2 separate regions of the Danio rerio genome follow, and region 2 is linked to region 1. The links are chromatin contacts, called in public Micro-C maps. All regions are on one chromosome and are shown on one strand. The core of a region is the stretch at or near the end of the contact, and the rest is flanking DNA. Distances in the headings are between cores, read along the strand shown.

The links. Hi-C and Micro-C count contacts between places; a contact is called where the count stands out from the background.
Region 2: a contact with region 1 is called in a Micro-C map of caudal fin, with 5 times the contacts expected there. The contact joins the promoter of csgalnact2 here to the promoter of gsto2 in region 1. A contact is called at or near these places in 1 of 18 Hi-C or Micro-C datasets (caudal fin) and 1 of 4 datasets of contacts at active chromatin or transcription factors (embryo).

Annotation. Positions count from the first base shown.
Region 1 is chr13:28,613,231-28,616,346 of GRCz12tu, forward strand. gsto2 (glutathione S-transferase omega 2) reads left to right here and starts at 1,541. Exons shown (of 7, transcript NM_001007372.1): 1 at 1,541-1,561; 2 at 1,734-1,801. The coding sequence starts at 1,771.
Region 2 is chr13:28,798,063-28,801,091 of GRCz12tu, forward strand. csgalnact2 (chondroitin sulfate N-acetylgalactosaminyltransferase 2) reads right to left here and starts at 1,344. Exons shown (of 7, transcript NM_001126397.1): 1 at 693-1,344. The coding sequence starts at 1,344.

The DNA.
Region 1 (3,116 bases), core at 291-2,790:
TCTTTAACAAGCAGCCTTCAACCGCCTTTCAAATTACCAACACACACACACATACATGGCACACACACATGGAGTCAGTATGTTCATACCAGAGCACAGGCAAGATCACAGGAGAGATACTAATAGCGTATTAATTATGATATAATATAATATATTAGTATATAATGTAATATAATATAATATGATATATTAGTGTATATAATTATAATATAGTTTATTGCAATAATTAAAATATAATATAATTTATTACAATAATTAAAATATGGTTTTAATAATGGTCTATATATCTTTTTTATTTGATTATAAAATCTATTGAATAATATTATAATATTTAATTTTAATTTAAGATTACAATTACCAGAATTATATCATAAATAGTTTGATAAGAATCGAATTACAGTAATTAATAATAACTAAATTAAACTGATAAGAATCTACCGGAATTATAATTTAATTACCGGAATTATTATTTTAATTAAACTGATAAGAATCTTATTACCGGAATTATTAATTTTATATTAAAAAGGGACGGGACTTCAACCGGATGTTTCACCTAACAGGGGCGTGGCTACAGTCAACCAAACTTTTTGACAGGTGGTGTCCCATATTACTCTCTTTTGCAAAAATTTAGATGACACTGTTGTCTCAATTATGTAATCATTTTTAATAATAAATTGTAACATATATATGTCAATGTGTAAATAGAATGACTTTTTTAATGGCCAGTCTGAATTCCTGCATAATTTACAATTATTTTTAGTGGTTAATGCTTTTGTAATTAATTAATATTTAATATGATGTCAAACATATACTAAACTAAAAGGCTTTGAAAAGCTACTTTGAAATTATCAATTATCAAAACAATATACAAATTATGACTTTATTAAACATTACAAAGCAAAAAATAAATGTAAAATATATTAAATAACGAATAATTTAATCATTTCAATTGTATTTAACATCTTGATTTTTTCACAAACTGAATATAAAATAGTCTAATAATAAAGAAGAAACACATTTTATTAAAGTGATTTTTATAGTTGCATTGATCATGCATTTTTGGAAAGTATTTGAAAAATGTTTTGAACACAAAATTAGCAAGAAACTTGGTCACAATATAATACATATTACAAGTATTAGCCTACGATACAGTTCCTGAAAGAACAATGTAACGTTAAAGCTACAAAAGTAATCTTGGAGCCGCGCAGTGTCATGTTGGCAGTACCACACATGATACAGTAGCTATTGTTGACACAGTACATGTAAAATGACACGGCAAAATTCAGAAGGGTGTACAGTAAAACCGCGCACCAGGATGTATAGACTTCTGAGTTGTTTGTCTAGTTGTTGTACAATTAATACGAGATAACTGTCAATGCCTTAGTAAAGACCTTTTCCTACACGTAACGAACTAATTTTGTAGACTAGCAGTGCTTTATTTTGAAAGTAACATGGATGTTTGTATGTGAGAGGAGGAGTCATAACTCTTCAGCCACACCTTTCCTTCTATAAAAACTTCACTTCCACTCCTCTCAGCTTCACGGTTGACAGGGATCAACAGGTAAGCTGTCATCGAATGAAAGCTTGCTTGATTTTAGCAAAATGTTTGGCATAATAGTCTCGAAAGTATTTTCCTCTCCTCCTTTCAGTGCGTTATGTAACACATTCTTCTTTAAATCCTTATCCGCAAAACGCGCTCATGTTTGTTTCGATTCGATTGTTTATTTCAACAGTACGACTCTTCTGCAAGAGAACACTTCGACCACTACAATGGCTTCATCTCCAAAATGCCTCGGAAAAGGTAAGTAATGCAATGGAAATTAGAGAAAATGTTGCACTGTTTGATCTGTGACTTTCCTTACAAAAAAGAAACATGATTGTATCTGAACGTGTTGTACAGTGCTCAGCATAATTGAGTACAACCCCTTTTGAAAATCAATATTTTTCTCCATTTCTCAGTGAATCTATCTCTCTCTCTCTCTCTCTCTCTCTCTCTCTCTCTCTCTATATATATATATATATATATATATATATAATTTTTTTGTGCATTTAAACAGAACAGATTTATTAAATAGATATGTTTTTTAAGTAATATTTTAGCCACCAAACATATTTAGAAATTAAAAGATAATACAATTAAGTTCAAGCAAAATATTGCAAAAAAATAATAATAATAATTTTTAACCTACAATATTTCAACAAAGTTTTTATTTTATTTTTGCTTTTGTTTTCCCCCTTTTTTTCAATTTTGTATTTAATATTTTTCTGTAACAAATTTGGCTGAACTAGGTTTTGGACCATTATCATAGGTTATTTTGTTAGATTAGCTCCACATTTGGCTTCAGTACTAACTAATCTAATGTATATGCACAAATGTAGTATTGCATAGCTTCCTATTAAAAATATGAATTTAAAAGAGATTTGTAAAGGGTTGTACTGCTGAGCGCTGTAACTTGACCGCAGTAATAGCCATTTTTAATTTTTACTACAAATACCATTAGCATAGTAAAACCATGGTAAATTTTCTAGACAGTTGTATCTGAAAATACACATAAATAAAATAAAATGTATGTCCATCTGCATAAATATTGAGCTAGTTTCCATAATTAATTTTTGATTGCACAAAATTCCCTCACTATGTTAGCAGACATTGGCATTATATTGTCATTGTTTTAATGACTTTTTTTCTGATGTAAGGAATTGAATATTAAAATATAATTTTTCATAAATAATTAAGAACTTTGTTTCCCAGAGATGGGTTGCGGCTGGAAGGGCATCCGCTGCGTAAAAACGTGCTGGATAAGTTGGCGGTTCATTCCGCTGTGGCGACCCTGGATTAATAAAGCGACTAAGCCAACAAGACAAAAACTTAACACTAAATTTTTTTTAGTGCTGGGCAAAGATCAATCTGATTAATCGCAACCAAAATAAAAGTTTGTTTTGACGTAAAATGTGTGTGTGTGTGTGTGTGTGTGTATGTGTGTGTATTATGAATATGTGATACATGCATTCAAACAAAACTAGACAAAACAGTTTTGGTACATACAGTTGAAGTCAGAATTATTAACCACCCTGAATTATTAGTCGCCCTGTTTATTTTTCCCCTAATTTCTGTT
Region 2 (3,029 bases), core at 94-2,593, 180 kb after region 1:
TTAAATCAGAAAGTAATCTAAATATTTTTAGTAGTGCTCTTAAAAAGTAGGTAAAAATAAAACAGCAGTGTTTGCACAAATAGTCTACTGTAAGTTGGTTGGATCATGTCGTCTTTGCTTTTGCCTGCAGTAATTTTATGTAAAGAATTGTAATGTTGTGTATGTTCTATTATATTTCTATTTTGTCAATTTTAAGCCTCCTGTGGACAGGTGTTGAAAATTAGCAAGTTTGCTAAAACACTTAAACAAATGCATTTGGTTGTCCAGTGTAATTGTGATGTCCATGTCAAATAAATAAATTAAAAAAATTATATTATTTGCTAATTAATAACCACGTCATGTAGAACTCTGAATCTGCATCTCATTTTGGAGGCTTGTGCTTTGAGAGCCATTTTAAATAAATGAGTGAAATGTACTGTTTTCCACCAGAGCAACCCGTCATGCTGAAATATAATTGACTAAAGTAACATTGGATGGGCTAAAAAAAATAAACATGTTGACTTAGCATGTTTTTTAAATAACAGCACCTTTGAGAACGTATTTAGTGACACCACGATATAAACACTAGAGCATAATTATGAAACGGCAGACTTTTTATTTTGTTCATATGATAGATAGATAGACAGACAGACAGACAGACAGACAGATTTGTTGACCAGGGATAGCACATACTTCATCTGTGCGGCTCTCACCTTCAAAAAATTGGCTTTCAGTGAAGGTCTGCCTCTGCATAGGAATGTTGTCCTCCTGTCCATCGTCTTCCTCAGGGTTATTAATAATATCCAAACCAGCTTCGATCACCTCCACCAGCTCATCCCTCCGGTCCTTCCTCACAGGTTTCTCCTCAGGATGGCGAGTCAAACCCATCTCCAGCTGGTACACTTTAGTGGTGGTGAAGCTCTCAAAGGGAACCAGCGCATATTCACTGGGCAGCCTGGCTCCAGTGTTCACCTCGGCCTTGTCGATCTGTGAATGCAGATACTCCAGGAGATCACCTGGCTCTTGATCCCTGCCATCGTTCAGACTCTGCGGCCCGGGACCCTCCTTCTTCTCTTGAAGCACCCGCAGCTTCTCGCTCATCTCCTGGAGCTCTTGTTTGAGCTGTGCGATCTGCCTCTTCAGGCTGGCCGCTCGGCTGAGATGGCGCTCTTCCTGCTCCTGTAAGAGGGCTTGGTAATACTCTTTTCCATACGGATCTCCTGCCAGACCTGGGAGCACCTGGCTCACGTCTGCAGGCGGTGTGCACTCCAGCAGATAAGCAAAGAGAAGCAGTATCACCAACAGGAAAACACCCAGGAGAAGCCAGCGTGCCCGCCCCTGCAGAGGAAGCCCCCGTCTGGGCATTTCTGAGAGGCAGGGAGATCTTCACCAGCCACAGTTTTGCATCGTCAAGATGGAACCTTTAGGAAGGATGAAGTCTTTGACATTAATCCATTCCTCAGTGAAGCAGAGGAAGGCGGGAGTGTCACATTTCTGTTGTAATCAGTGCTCCCCTGGCACTACAGTGCGCTAAACATGCGCAGATTCCACAGAGATGTGTGATCATACTCTGTCATCCTGCTCACACAGCGCTCCTTCTTTAAGAGAAATAAGTCATCTAAAACAAAGAGAAAGTCATCAGTCATACAGGGTCAAACAGTGCAAACTGACAAAGACATAACAACATAACAAACTAATATTTTAACATTAAAAACAGCTAAAAATATCATTTGAAAAATTATTTTATAGCCTTTGCAATAGATTAATTTGTTGTATTTTTGTAAAAACATAATGGTCTGTCTTTTTAACTTTAAAACAGTATTGTGTGGTTTATTAGAAATAGAATTATGGCTGCCACTAAACTTTTCATGAATACAACGATTGTCCCTCATTTATCTTTTATTGTGCTACAAGCTGGTCTCACACAAACATTACAACATTAAAACCCATTGTATAATATCTAAACAAACTGTACAAAATTGAGTTAAAAAGCCAATGAGCTATCTTTACTGCAGCTGTATTGAACAACATAACATTCGACAATTTCTTATTTTATGCTGACGTGTGTTTAGTGTATAAAATATTGAATGATCTTGCACCAGCACCTCTCAAACAATGTGTGATTGTCTGCAAGGACAATATAAGACAGACTAGGTCATCAGTAGGTCCACAAGGAATCTGCGCACACAGAAATCTGCAGATTTTTAGCTCATCATGGAGTCTATTCATTTACTTGTGTAAACTGATATTTATTCAATTTTGAAATTAATTTCACTAATATTATTGTGATATAATAATAGTAATGCGAAAATGTTCATATGATTTATTTACAATACAGTTTGTAAATTATTGTCTGTCTTTTAATAGATATATTATATGAGACTTGCTTTGTTTACCAAATAAGTTTATCTAATTGATTTTGCATTGTAAACATTATATAAAAGTAAAAATGTATTATTTTTTATTTTATATATTACGTTTTAGTTATGAAACTCCCAAAATCATTCAGCATAAATCTGCAGATTTTGCAAAATTCTTCGCAGAAATAGAAAAACTGTCTGCAGATTCTGTCTGGCGCTAGTCATCAGTTAGAGGTGATTGTTCAGTTAAACTCAAGAGAACTGTTTTTGGATAATCAGAGCAGCAGAAAGATGGAACAAAAATACCAGTGCATATTAAAGAGAGCACCACTTTTTTATAATAATTTTTAAGGGGTTTTTAACCTTTAATGAATAGAAAAGTGCAGATAATTGACAGGTAATAGTTGAACAAAAAAATGCTAAATTATTATTAAATGCAAATTAACCTACTGTAAATTTGTTGCTAGGTAGAATAAATATCAATCTGACCTTGTTGTGGATTCCTGATCACTCTTTTACCCAAACACAGAATAAAACGATGCACATTTATCGAAAACAATTGTACTGTAGTAGAGTGCAATTATATTTTATGTTAACTTACACGTTTGCTCATTACAAACTAATAGCGAACAGTTACGAGTCTCAGTAAAACGACTCATAAAACTGCAGTGAATCAGAGCTTTATGCGTC